Linked DNA regions of Capra hircus: region 1 is linked to region 2. A link is a contact called in public Hi-C data. All regions are on one chromosome and are shown on one strand. Each heading gives the region's core, a stretch centred on a gene start, on an enhancer-like site or on the middle of the called end of the contact. The rest is flanking DNA. Distances are from core to core; before and after follow the strand shown. Region 1 holds the start of PPP1R3B (protein phosphatase 1 regulatory subunit 3B). Region 2 has its middle 150 kb from the start of PPP1R3B.

Region 1 (5,495 bases), core at 2,468-4,967, 150 kb after region 2:
ATTAAAGATATATCTGGATCATACAAAGCACTGCACTAGATATAAAGCTGGGGCATAAAAGCTGTTCTGTTTAATGTAACTTTTAAGAGTGGTCCCTACATTAGCATCATACAGAAACTCAGAAACTCTCAACTATGTAAATTACTGATGGGCTCTAGGAGCTTTGACATGTAAATTACTCAAGATCTTTCAAAGATCTTCTCTTCTGTGCTAAGGACATATTCTCATTGACAGAGGCTTACAGAATCCCTTTGCTGGTATTCATTTGCCTGTCCCATAAAACATGACCTAGCAAGTCCCCTTCAGCAATTCTGAAAGAGGGACAGAGGGCCCCAGGTAATATGATGCACCCAGAGCGCGTCTGCAGCTCTGACAGGTGCAAACAACGCCTCTCATCTAAATATAAATGGACTTAAGCAGTTTGGAAACAGTCTTTCCCACTTTCTATTCTGATCAAGCAAAAGAATGCTCTCTTCTTTAGTTCTGACTCTCCATGCTGGTTATTTTTTAATTTAGATTCACTTTGCAATCACTTAAATTCAAAGAGAAGAAATGTTAGAACTCTAAGACGACAGAAAGAAAGAAAAGGATTTCCAAAATCTTGTGTGATTTGAACTGTTTTTGAAATTGTTAAGTTGAGGAGGAGATAAGGTATTAACAACATTTTTTAAAGTTTTCTGGATGAGCGAAAAAACTGACGATAACACATGCAGAAGGAAACACTATCTAGTATTTAAGCCAGAAAGAGGATCTGATTTTTAATCAATGGAGTGGAAATTCTTTGGGGGAACATATAGAAGAACTCTGCGCCGTTTCCAATTCCTGCCATTCTCTTTCCCATTACCCCTAAACGTTTTCTCCCCCTTCAGGATCCTGCTCAATGGTCACGTCTCAAAATCAGCCTTCTCTAACCTTCCTCTCTTCCCTCTCCCCCGCTGACACACAGTCTTTCTCTTAGCTCCCAGAGATCTGCCTTTCACATGTTCATTCCACATCATTATTTGTCAGTTTAAGAGCTTCCTGAGAGTAAGATAATATATCACTCATTTCTCCATTCCCAGCACCTAGGCTTAAGTTAGTTAATAGTGCACTATAGAATAAATCAACAAATGTGTAAGACACAGCTTAAAAAAGTCACAGATGAACCCAAGTGCAAGATTAAGACAGTGCTACCACCAGCAACTACGAAAGAGCAGTTTATGGATGATCATTGGCTATCCTTAGCCACTGGCTTCTTTTTATTTGGGGGAGGAGGACAGGCTTATTAAAGAAAATTAAGGCTACAATTCAATGCCAGATATTAGAAAAGGAACTTCGTAAGCATTGACTAAAGGGTTGAAATTTTCCATTTTCAGTTTCCCTCTTTGTTGCTAGAAAATGAAAGCATGAAGCAAGATTGTCTAAGGGCCAGTACAGCTCTCAGGTTCTCGGGCTCAGGACTGATATGAATTCTCCTGGAACAGCTCTCCAGAGCTTGCAAGCCAGCTCTAGTCCAATATCAAAGACTGTGCTCTTTTCAAATTCTTAGATGCCACACTCCTACCTACCAAGATTGTGGTGTGCCACAACTAACTTTAGCCCCACTCTCCTGGTCTGAAATAGTCACCTAAACCACAGGGGAAAGTATTACCCATGATTTCCTAGATCTATGTAAGGAAGATGCTTCCAAACCCAAATGCTATAAAATTGTATTTACTTGTCCCAACTCCTTCCCACTTGGGTTCAGATCACCCTTTGCCTGCATGTTTTGCAATACCTGTTGGCTCTTTACCTCTGCCCACTCCTCTAGCATGCTCCCTCCACTTGAGAAATGTAGGCAGCACTTGGCTTCATAAATTTTCAAACTTCTCATCAGCTAATAAAAGGGTGTTTAGAGTTGGCAAAGGAATTATTGCATAGGAATTTCATTTTCCAACTGCCTACCAATAGTTAATTTCCCAGGTGGTCCTTAATTAGATTTATCCACTGAAAGAGAAGGAAGAGGACTAATGATCACCCTTCAGACAGGAAGACTGAGTCTGAGGAAGCTCTCTATAGCACCAAAGACTCCAACTGCATTATTGCAATGGACCAGTGTTTTTGTCTTACATTCCTAGTAAAGTTAGAAGCTCCTTTTAAATCTCTTATAGCAGAAATTCCCATCTGCTATGGTCAACATAATAAATTTTTATAAAGCTAAATATATGCAATATGAAGGACTAGCCTCTACTGTGAGATTAGGCCCTTCCTGAATTTTGTTGTTGCTGTTATAGAGTTGTGTGCATGTGTGCTTGGTAGTGTCCAGCTCTTTGCAAACCCATGGGATTCTCCAGGCCAGAATAGGGTATTTCTTTTAAAAGTAAAAGGTGGTAACAGAAGATGGTAGGACTTGTTTATGTCTCTACTTGGCACTTTAAAAAGCTGGTAATCCTATACTAATTTCCAAAATACAGTAAAACTGGAAAACGGGGATCCTCATCCCTAAAGTGGTTAGCTCAGCTGGTCACCAAGGAGATGATATCTATGACTACATACATGCATATTTAAATTGATCTCATATGGGTGGAGGGGCTTCTAAACTCTATTCTAAACTCATCATTCTCTACAGATCTCAAGCTGAAGCACAGAAATTAAGCAGGCCCTGTAGATATAGGTTGAATCCATTCATACAGATTCAAGTTAGGTAGTTTCCTCGGAAATATACCTATCTGCTGCTGCTGCTGCTGCTGCTGCTGCTGCTGCTGCTGCTAAGTCGCTTCAGTCGTGTCCGACTCTATGCGACTCCATAGACCGCTTCCCACCAGGCTCCCCTGTCCCTGGGATTCTCCAGGCACGAATACTGGAGTGGGTTGCCATTTCCTTCTCCAATGCATGAAAGTGAAAAGTGAAAGTGAAGTCGCTCAGTTGTTTCCGACTCTTAGCGACCCCATGGTCAGCAGCCTACCAGACTCCTCCATCCATGGGATTTTCCAGGCAAGAGTACTGGAGTGGGGTGCCATTGCTTTCTCCAATACCTACCTGAGAAACCCTCAACTATATATGCAATATTCTGAGATGGGTATTGGTCCTTTGCCTCAATAACAACTTTATTAAAAGGATTTTACTGTATTCCATTCACAAGGACACCCGGACCGTGATGGGCACAAAGCAAGTGTTCAGTAATTACTTATTTTCAACAGTATCCTAGAAGCTGGGGATACTGATCCTGAAAAGGCTCCACTTAAAACGGAGGGAAACGCATTGGGCATTCTCTCGGGGCTCCCCCGGGGCTCCACGTGTGATGGAGGAACTAGCGGTCACCTGTGAACCCCGTGGCTGAAGAGTAAGGCAAAGGCGGGGCCGACGGGACGGGTGAATGGCTCTGCAATCCCGTCCGCGCGCGTAGGGTGACTTTTCCCGGCTAGGACTTTGCCTAGGGAGTGGGAACTGTGCCAGGCGCCGGCGTCCAGCCCTCTGGCTGTAACGGGATGCCGTGCAGCAGGCAAGTGCCTCTGCCCCCTGGCGCCCGTTCCCCCGGCTTCGGATGAAATTGTGACCCATCGCCCCCTTCCCAGCCCTTGGAACCCGGCCCTATCGCTCCGGGCGCGCAGCCTATCACGTGGCGCGGCGGTGATGGGGGGGCGGGGGGACCGCGGCTCCGCGGTTATTGGTGGACGGCGTTCGTCTCGGGCGCGCCCATTGGCTGCGGGGGGCGTTCACGGGAAAGGGGGGTCTGGGAAGGGGTCCCGAGTTGGGAGAGGTGGCCTGAAAGTTAAAGGGAGCCGCGCGGCGGCTGGGAGTTAGAGTCCCAGGTGAGGGGCCGCAGGGAGGAGGCGGGCGGGCTGGTCTAGCGCACGGACGGATGCGGCTGCCCGCGGAGGGCGCCCACCTGAGCCCCGGGCCCCGCTCCTGCTGTCGCCGCCGCTGCCCCTGCCACCTTGGCTGGGATGCTGCCGCAGGCTGGCGCCTCTGCACTTCGGGGCTTATGAGCTGTACCAGGTACGTCCCCCAGCAAGCCCGCAAGGCCCGGTGCCCGACCGCAGAAACGGCGACGAGGGCACGCATCAGGGACCCTCTCTGGTTCCTGCCGCACACACTTTCTCAGGCCAGCTTGCAGTTACACTCTGGGCATGGGACACTGTAGAAGGGCTTGAGGAAACTGTTGCTACCTCGGTGAGAGGGCAATGCAGGGACCAGAGGTTGGATGGAGCCTGGCCGCACCCACGTGATGCACCGGTTGGGGGTCCTGGTCATGATGGGAGGCTGGGGCTGGGAGTCCAGACCACTTTTGGTCCCTACTGTGCCGAGTTCGAACCTGACACTAGGCTTTTCCGCCTGGGAACCGACACTCCTAGAGCTGAGCCCTGGGATCTTGAGCACAAGGGAAAGTCGCTGCGTCTCTCACCCCGCCTCGATTGCCCGTTACAACGTAGGGAAACACACTGGGTGATCTCTCAGGTCGCCGAGGGCTATGGGACACGGATCCGCACCGGCGGCTGGGGCCACTCGGAGCCGAGCCACATCGGGTCCCCGGCCCCCAGACGGGCCGTCCTGGGCCGGCGGGGTCGAGGTGGCCGCGCGGGGACGCTCTCGTGGCGCCTCTCCGTCCGGGGTGGCCCCGCCGCCCCGCCCTGGTATGATAACTAGGGCTCCTCCTCCTCGTCGTCTTCCTCCCCCTGCCGGTCACAACTCCGGGAACCCAGCCCAAGCCCTGCCTCCCGGACACACACCGAGGCTCACGTAGTCTGGTGGCGGCAGCTTCCCCTGCCACCTCCCTCCGGGTTCTCCGATGCGGCGAGCCAGCTGGAAAGGGGGCTTCCCCGCGGCCCCACAGGTGGGTTCCCCCCCGCCCCCGGCGAAGGATATCGGGGAGGGGTTGGGGGCGGGATGCAGCCCGGGCCTGGCTGGACCCAGGGGACAGTGACCTGTGGGATCTTCGAAGCCAGGACTCCCTGGCCTGCCCCCGTGTCCTGTTCCAGCCACCCTTTTGAGTCCAGAGAAAGAGGTGTGGAAGCGACTCAGTGCAAAAGAGGGAGCAGAGAGCCCAGAACATACTAGAAGGTTTGGGCTTTCTCCTGGTATTGTTTGCTGCAGGAGAGGAGAAAATTGAGAACTTGGAGAGTTGCTAGAAGATGTTGGGGCCTGTGGTCTGTGTGGCCAGGCCTCCCTGGGAGACCCACGGCCCAGGAGAAGCCAGAGGAAGGCCTTCAGGCTGGGGTGCAGAGGAGAAGAGGTAATGGTTCATTTGGCAGGGTTGTCCAGAAGCCAAGACTGAAGTGAAGACAGCTGGAGGATTTACCCCAAAAGTAAAGTTGAGGTATTTAGGGAAAAGTTAGGGGGAAGAAGAACCATCAGGCAGTATCAGCAACCCAGAATGTCAGAGCTCAAAGGGATCTCAGGGGAGAAGCTCAAGCCCAGAGAGGTTGAGTAATTTGCCCTGAGTGCCACAGCGTCATGTAGGCGGTCCTAGGCCAGTGCGCTATATTTCATATTGGACACTTTTAGATGCAGACACTATGCCATTTTAACTTATCTCT
Region 2 (6,153 bases), core at 3,439-5,938:
CCATATCAAAGTACAGTCTTTGTCCTAGTCCCTTCAAGTGGCTATAACGAAATACTACAGACCTAGTGGCTTACAATGGAGAAGGCAATGGCACCCCACTCCAGTTCTCTTGCCTGGAAAATCCCATGGATGGAGGAGCCTGGTGGGCTGCAGTCCATGGGGTCGCTAAGAGTCGGACACAACTGAGCGACTTCACTTTCACTTTTCACTTTCATGCATTGGAGAAGGAAATGGCAACCCATACCAGTGTTCTTGCCTGGAGAATCCCAGGGATGGGGGGGCCTGGTGGGCTGCCGTCTATGGGGTCTCACAGAGTCGGACATGACTGAAGCGACTTAGCAGCAGCAGTGGCTTACAAAGAGCAGAAATCTCTTGCTCACAGTTCTGGAGGCTGGAATTCCAAGGTCATGATGTCAGCATGTTGGGCGAGGTCCCCCTTCCAGGTCACAAACTTCCCATTGTGTCCTCACACGGCAGAAGGAGCGAAGGAGTTCCTTGGGGTCTCTTATAAAGGCGCTAATCTCATTCATGGGGGCTTCACCCTCAGGACCTGGTCGTGTCCTCCTAAGCCCCATCTACTAATTGTTGTTGTTGTTTAGTTGGTAAGTCATATCTGACTCTTTCAAGACCGCATGGATTGTAGCCTGCCAAGCTCCTTGGTCCATGGGATTTTCCAGGCAAGAATTCTGGAGTGGGAGGCCAGTTCCTCCTCCACAGGATTTTCCCAACCCGGGGGCTGAACCTGCGTCTCCTGCATTGGAAGGTGGGTTCTTTATCACCAAGTCACCAGTGAAACCGAAGCTGATAGTCCACCTACTAATACTATCGGCTTTAGGGGTTAAGAATTCATCGTGTGAATTTGCAGGGAGACTTAAACATTCAGACCATAACATTCCATCTTCTCTCTGCCCCCCTGACTTGGACCCCCAGCCTGTAGCCTACGCAGGTGGATTGTATTGTGTCTGCCCTAATCTTGGCAATATGGCCGTGTGATTGTTTTTTACATTGGCCTTTCTGGCCCCAGCACACAGGAAATGAGGATAATTGAAGCTGAATGTGAATTTGCCAGGAACACAGAACACACTCTAGTGTCTGAGCTCAGTCTGACAGATGCTGTCAATCTAATTAGAGGGCTTTAATTATTAAAGCTCCCAACCACTGGCGGCAGCAGGTCAGCAACTCACCACACACAAGTGCTCGAGTGACATAAGATTAGGACCTGGTGGGCTCACATCTGGCTGTTACTATGGATCTCAAATTTGTTTGGTCAGGTCTCTTCTCCATCCCAAAGCCCCAGTGGTCCTTTCTAGGCCTGGGCCTACAGACAGAACTCTGAGTGGGTCGAGGTCCTGGAATCCGGACCGGCCTCTGCAGTTGACTCTTGGGGTCTTTGGCCAGTCCTTTTTTCTTCTCGGTGCCTCCACAGACCCACCTGTACTGTGTGGCTACAAATATTTGCTTAGGATCATTTTAGCAGCTGTGAAGTGTCCTGGGATCTTTGAATGAAAGACGCTCTATTAAAGCTTATGAACCAAGTGACGACTCTGGCCCCATCCGCACAGCAGAGCTCTGCAGGAGACAGACTGGGCCCATTCATCCTTCATACAGGCCTAACTTTATCCCAAAGCCTCACTGTTGGCCAGGGTAGCAGGACTTGACAGAGAACGGAGCGGTCCTCGTGTTTTCAAAGTGCCCTCTATTTCGTAGGGTTGCTTTTTTTCTTTTTCTTCCTTTCATTTTTTTTTTTTTAACCATTACCTAGTAGTCAAGGAAAAAACAGCTATGCAAGAAAAAAGACAATCATCACAGGAGGAAACCCTTCTCAAGGGAGATCTGCTGATTAGGCCATTAAAAAGATCAAGGAGGTCACTTTGCCTGGAGTTTGAATTTATACCAGCACACTGGACATTTGTACATAAGTATCAGAGTGCCATTTTTGCATGTATTTTTACAGACTTGTGTTTTGTTTCAGGATGTCCTCTGTGCGGGAGAGTAGTACTGAGATAACAGTGGGGTGTGTGCAGGGCCTGCCAGGGTTAAGTGTCAGTATTTTTGCTTCTCCAACATGGCCCCTCTGTTGCAACCTATGACTGCATCTGTTTTGGGGCTGCAATAGCATGGACTTGGAGCTCACATCTCCAGGCTCCCTGAATCCCAGGACCCTCTCTCTACCTCCCCACTGCTGCTCTCCTCCAGGAACGTGTTACTGGCTCAGTTGTGTCCAACTCTTTGCTACTCCATGGACTGTAGCCCGCCAGGCTCCTCTGTCCATAGGATTCTCCAGGGAAAGATCCTTAAGTGGGTTGCCATTTCCTCCTGCAGGGGACCTTCCTGACCCCTGGATGGGACCCACATCGCTTACGTCTCCTGTGTTGGCAGGCAGGCTCGTTTCCACTAGTGCCACATGTTGATACTCAGAGGTTAATTCCTGGAAGATATTGTCTTCAACAGCCGTTCCCACTTAGTCACTTGCATATCATACAGCTCGTCTTTAGACTCTGGGAACCATTGACTGTTACTGATGCTGTGTATGAGCTGACAGGTCTGTTTCCCTGTCCCTCCAGCATCAGAATAGAGACTCCGTGAGCAGGTACCTGGTCCGCCACCCTCACTGTTGGATCCTCAACACTAGGTACCTGGCACTTGACAGTTTCTGTATATAAATATTTGTTAAATGAATCAATGAATGGACAAACTAGAAACCTTTGTTATGGATTCCAAAATGTTGCCAGTGAACTTCATCTCTCAAACCTGATGGTGTTGGGCATCTCATCTGGACCCCCTCGACCGGTGGGCTGGTTTGCAGCATCCCAGTCACCAGGAAGCATAGGGCTTGCCTGTGGCTAGTAGACCATGATACCTGGGGTGAGCCAAGAATGAACCTCCAAAACTCATCAGAGAGTCCTACTGGGCCATGACTAGCTGGGAGCTAGGAGAGGAGGAAGAACTTGATATGAAGCATAGAATAGAAAGCGGGGAAACCAGGAAAGAGGGAGAGCCTGGAGGGGTTCCCAGATCCATGGGAACACGGGTCCTTTGTGGAAGATATCTGCAGTTTTGGGTGAGCAGGTAAAGGAGCAGTCAGGGTCTCCTAGTTCAGATACACAGTGACTGGCAACTGTTCTCTCGAAGGCCTGAGCTCCTGCGGCTGCTTCTCCATTTACTGCTGAGGACCTGAGGCCAGATCCAGGTAAGAGGGTTTTGGTAGGGAGGGGAGCAGACGGGAGCACTCATTACTGATTAAGCCTTTCTTGCAGCAGAGTAGAGGGTGGATTCAGAGGAGGGGCTGTTCTCATAAAGATCACCAGGGAGCTTGTTGAGCCGTTCAGAAAAGAGAGAATGAGAGCTGACAATAGCAGAAAGGAGCAAGAGAAAGACATTCCTGCAAGAGGAATTACCAATTCAGAATTGGAAAAAAAATGTGAATTAAACCAGATTAGATAGGTGGAATGGGGAAGAAGGAAGACGCCATGAGCTTGAGAAATCTAAGCTTGCTCAGCTGCGCGGAGGCTGTCAGATGTCCAAGAACAGCGAGGCAGGGGCGGGCTAGGGAGGGCGGTGGGCCTTATCTCAGGACAGACTGAGTGTAATAAGCTCACAAGCCCTCCAGAGAGATTTTTTCCCCATAAACAGATGGAAATATAGTCCTAGGGAATAAGAGAATGGAAGAAAGTGTATTATTTTGAGTAAAGTGAGGCTTTAAAAGGAATCAAGACTTTTAGTGAAAGGAGAGGGCAGCAGGAGGACATTTTTTAAAGATATTTAATTTATTTTTTTAAATAAAAATCTTACTTTATTTATTTATTTGTATTTTGGCTGCATTGCCTGGCATATAGGAAGGTTCCTTGACCAGGGATGGAACCCAGCCTCCGAAGTGAAAGTGCCAAACCCTAGCCATTAGACCACCTTTGTGAGGTGCCCCCCCCCCTTTTTTTTTTCTTTTTGGTCCACACTGCACAGCAGGCATGTGGTATTTTAGTTCCCTGACGAGGGATAGAACTCACGACCCCTGCATCAGAAGCACAGAGTCTTGACTACTGGACAACGAGAAACACCAACATTTTTAACTTGAATAAAATTAATACTGATTAAAGTAAAGCTTGAAGCTAGAGGACTACTTCCTTATTCACATGGAAGAGCTGGGATTTAATTTTTAAATGGATCCTGAGGTTTCAAAAATCAGCTTTGCTTTGCAAAGAGAATTCTGGAGTATCTTTAGAGGGGCAGAGACCCACAGGTGACAACCCAGAAGGGCCAAATCAGGAGAGCATAGTTCTTCCCGGTAAAAAGGGGACGAGTCCTCCAGCTCAGTGCCTCTGAACTCACCATGACCTCCTGCAAAGGTCGCTTTAAAAACACCCACATTTTATTAATGCTTAACATGGAAGCAAACCCAAATTATGCCCCCAAGTAAAGATAACTGAAGGGTCAGAGATGAAAACAAGACAAAGCAGATCAAACCCTGGAGAACACCAACAAAACCAACAGAAATAACTACTAACTCTTTGAATTAGAATATGGAACAAAAGGAGTCCTGAAAGAGACTCCTGTCCCCTCCTCACCAAGAGAACCGAATACTAACTTTAAAATGTGAGGTGAGAGAGTCACATTTCATAAGCCTGTGTGAACAGCCAGGAGAGAATATTCACGATGTAGCCTTGGGTCCCGCTGGCTGAGTTCTTGTAACAAGCTCTGCACCAGGGCTAAAAATATCAAGGCCTAGGAACGGTCAGGATTAGGGATGAGGCTCCCGGCCAGTGCTGATAACTAGGAGATGGTCATGCGGGCTGCGGCAGGTGGAGGGCAGGGCAGGTCATGGCCAAAAGCAGGAGGGGAAGCCGCTCAGGTCAGCCCCAAAGGCTCCAGCCCAGAGGCGCGCGCATGGGCTTAGGTGACTCGGCTGCTGCTGGGGCTTCTGCCACTAGTTCCTGCCTCACAGGTCATCTGCAACTTCCCCTGGAAACTGGCCTTTTCCTCTTGAAACACAGCAGGGCCAGAGAGTGGATGCTAATATTTCTTGAGGGTCTTAGCTGGGGGGGACCTCCAGGCAGTGTGGACCAAGAAATACAAGGGAGCTGGTGGTCAAATGAACTCGAGAGACAAGGTGTCTAAAACCTCCTCTGAACTCACATGCTCAGAAGCATATTCAAGGCTCTGAAGTGTCCTGCTGTTAAAAAACCCCCAGTTTAATTGACCCCTCTTCCCTAAACAAGCCAGAAAGCTAGGGATCTGCAGAACATGCTTTATCTTCTCTGCCTTACAGTTACTATTCTGAACAGCGAGAATGGTAATATTCACAGTCACCAAATTTGGTTCAGTTGATCTGATAGGCTATGCCCATCCCCTCTTGCTGCCAGATGTTTCTGCCTCAAAGGTGCCTGTTAAAATTCCGAGGGGACAACTTTCTCCAAGGAGGTTATCTACGTAGGGATGTATGCTCCCTGGAATTTCTGAACATCTCCCCTCCTGGGGAAGTCATGGTACTATTTTTCAATGTATTTATTGGACATCCTGTGTGTTCCGAAGCACTTTGACAGAAACCTGATTACTTATCATCTCTCACGGGAATACAGTGACAGGGAAGCCAAGCCGACTCCCTTTGAGGAGCGCAGTGAAACCAGTTTGGTTTATGGAGGAGTTAAATCAGAAAACTGAAGATTTAGGGTGACTATATCCCCACATTCTACAGCAGCTTCAACCAGTCAAGACTACGCCCATGGCTGCCTCGGAGGTTCCTTCCCCACTGATCCCTTCTCAAGTTTAACCTCTAATTACTTGACAAGGATGCTGACTGAACAGGTAATTTTATATGGGAAGACCTAAGACTCATATTATTTTTCAGTTCCTTGCTAAGTTATCTGGTGAATATACTGTTGCCAACAGGATCAAATCCAAGTACCTTAGCTTCTCTTCACACTTGACAGCGACCCAGCTTTACAAGCTCTTCTCTGATCCCTTTCCTGCCCTATGCCTCGTGTTCCTGCTCCCCTACCACCACCACCACTTTCCGAACAGGCCCTACTTCCTCCAGCCCCTGCCTTTGAACACTCACTCTGCCCTCTGTTCCTGGCTATGGTTTCCCTTCTCCACCTGCAAAACCTTGCCAGCGTCCTAAGGCAGACCTAGTCACTCCTTCTTCTGGATCTCCCAGTC

What was found. Hi-C and Micro-C count contacts between places; a contact is called where the count stands out from the background.
Region 1: a contact with region 2 is called in a Hi-C map of blood, with 2.3 times the contacts expected there. The contact joins the promoter of PPP1R3B here to the enhancer-like site in region 2. A contact is called at or near these places in 2 of 5 Hi-C or Micro-C datasets (blood and liver).

The regions. Positions count from the first base shown.
Region 1 is chr27:20,427,226-20,432,720 of ARS1.2, forward strand. PPP1R3B (protein phosphatase 1 regulatory subunit 3B) reads left to right here and starts at 3,718. Exons shown (of 2, transcript XM_005698795.3): 1 at 3,718-3,957. The coding sequence starts at 3,821.
Region 2 is chr27:20,277,938-20,284,090 of ARS1.2, forward strand. No RefSeq gene overlaps it. Among named protein-coding and RNA genes, the nearest start is that of PPP1R3B, 150 kb to the right of the region's middle. Within about 2 kb of position 4,689, at least 3 of the 5 cell types and tissues checked have an H3K27ac peak or open chromatin away from gene starts, as enhancers often do.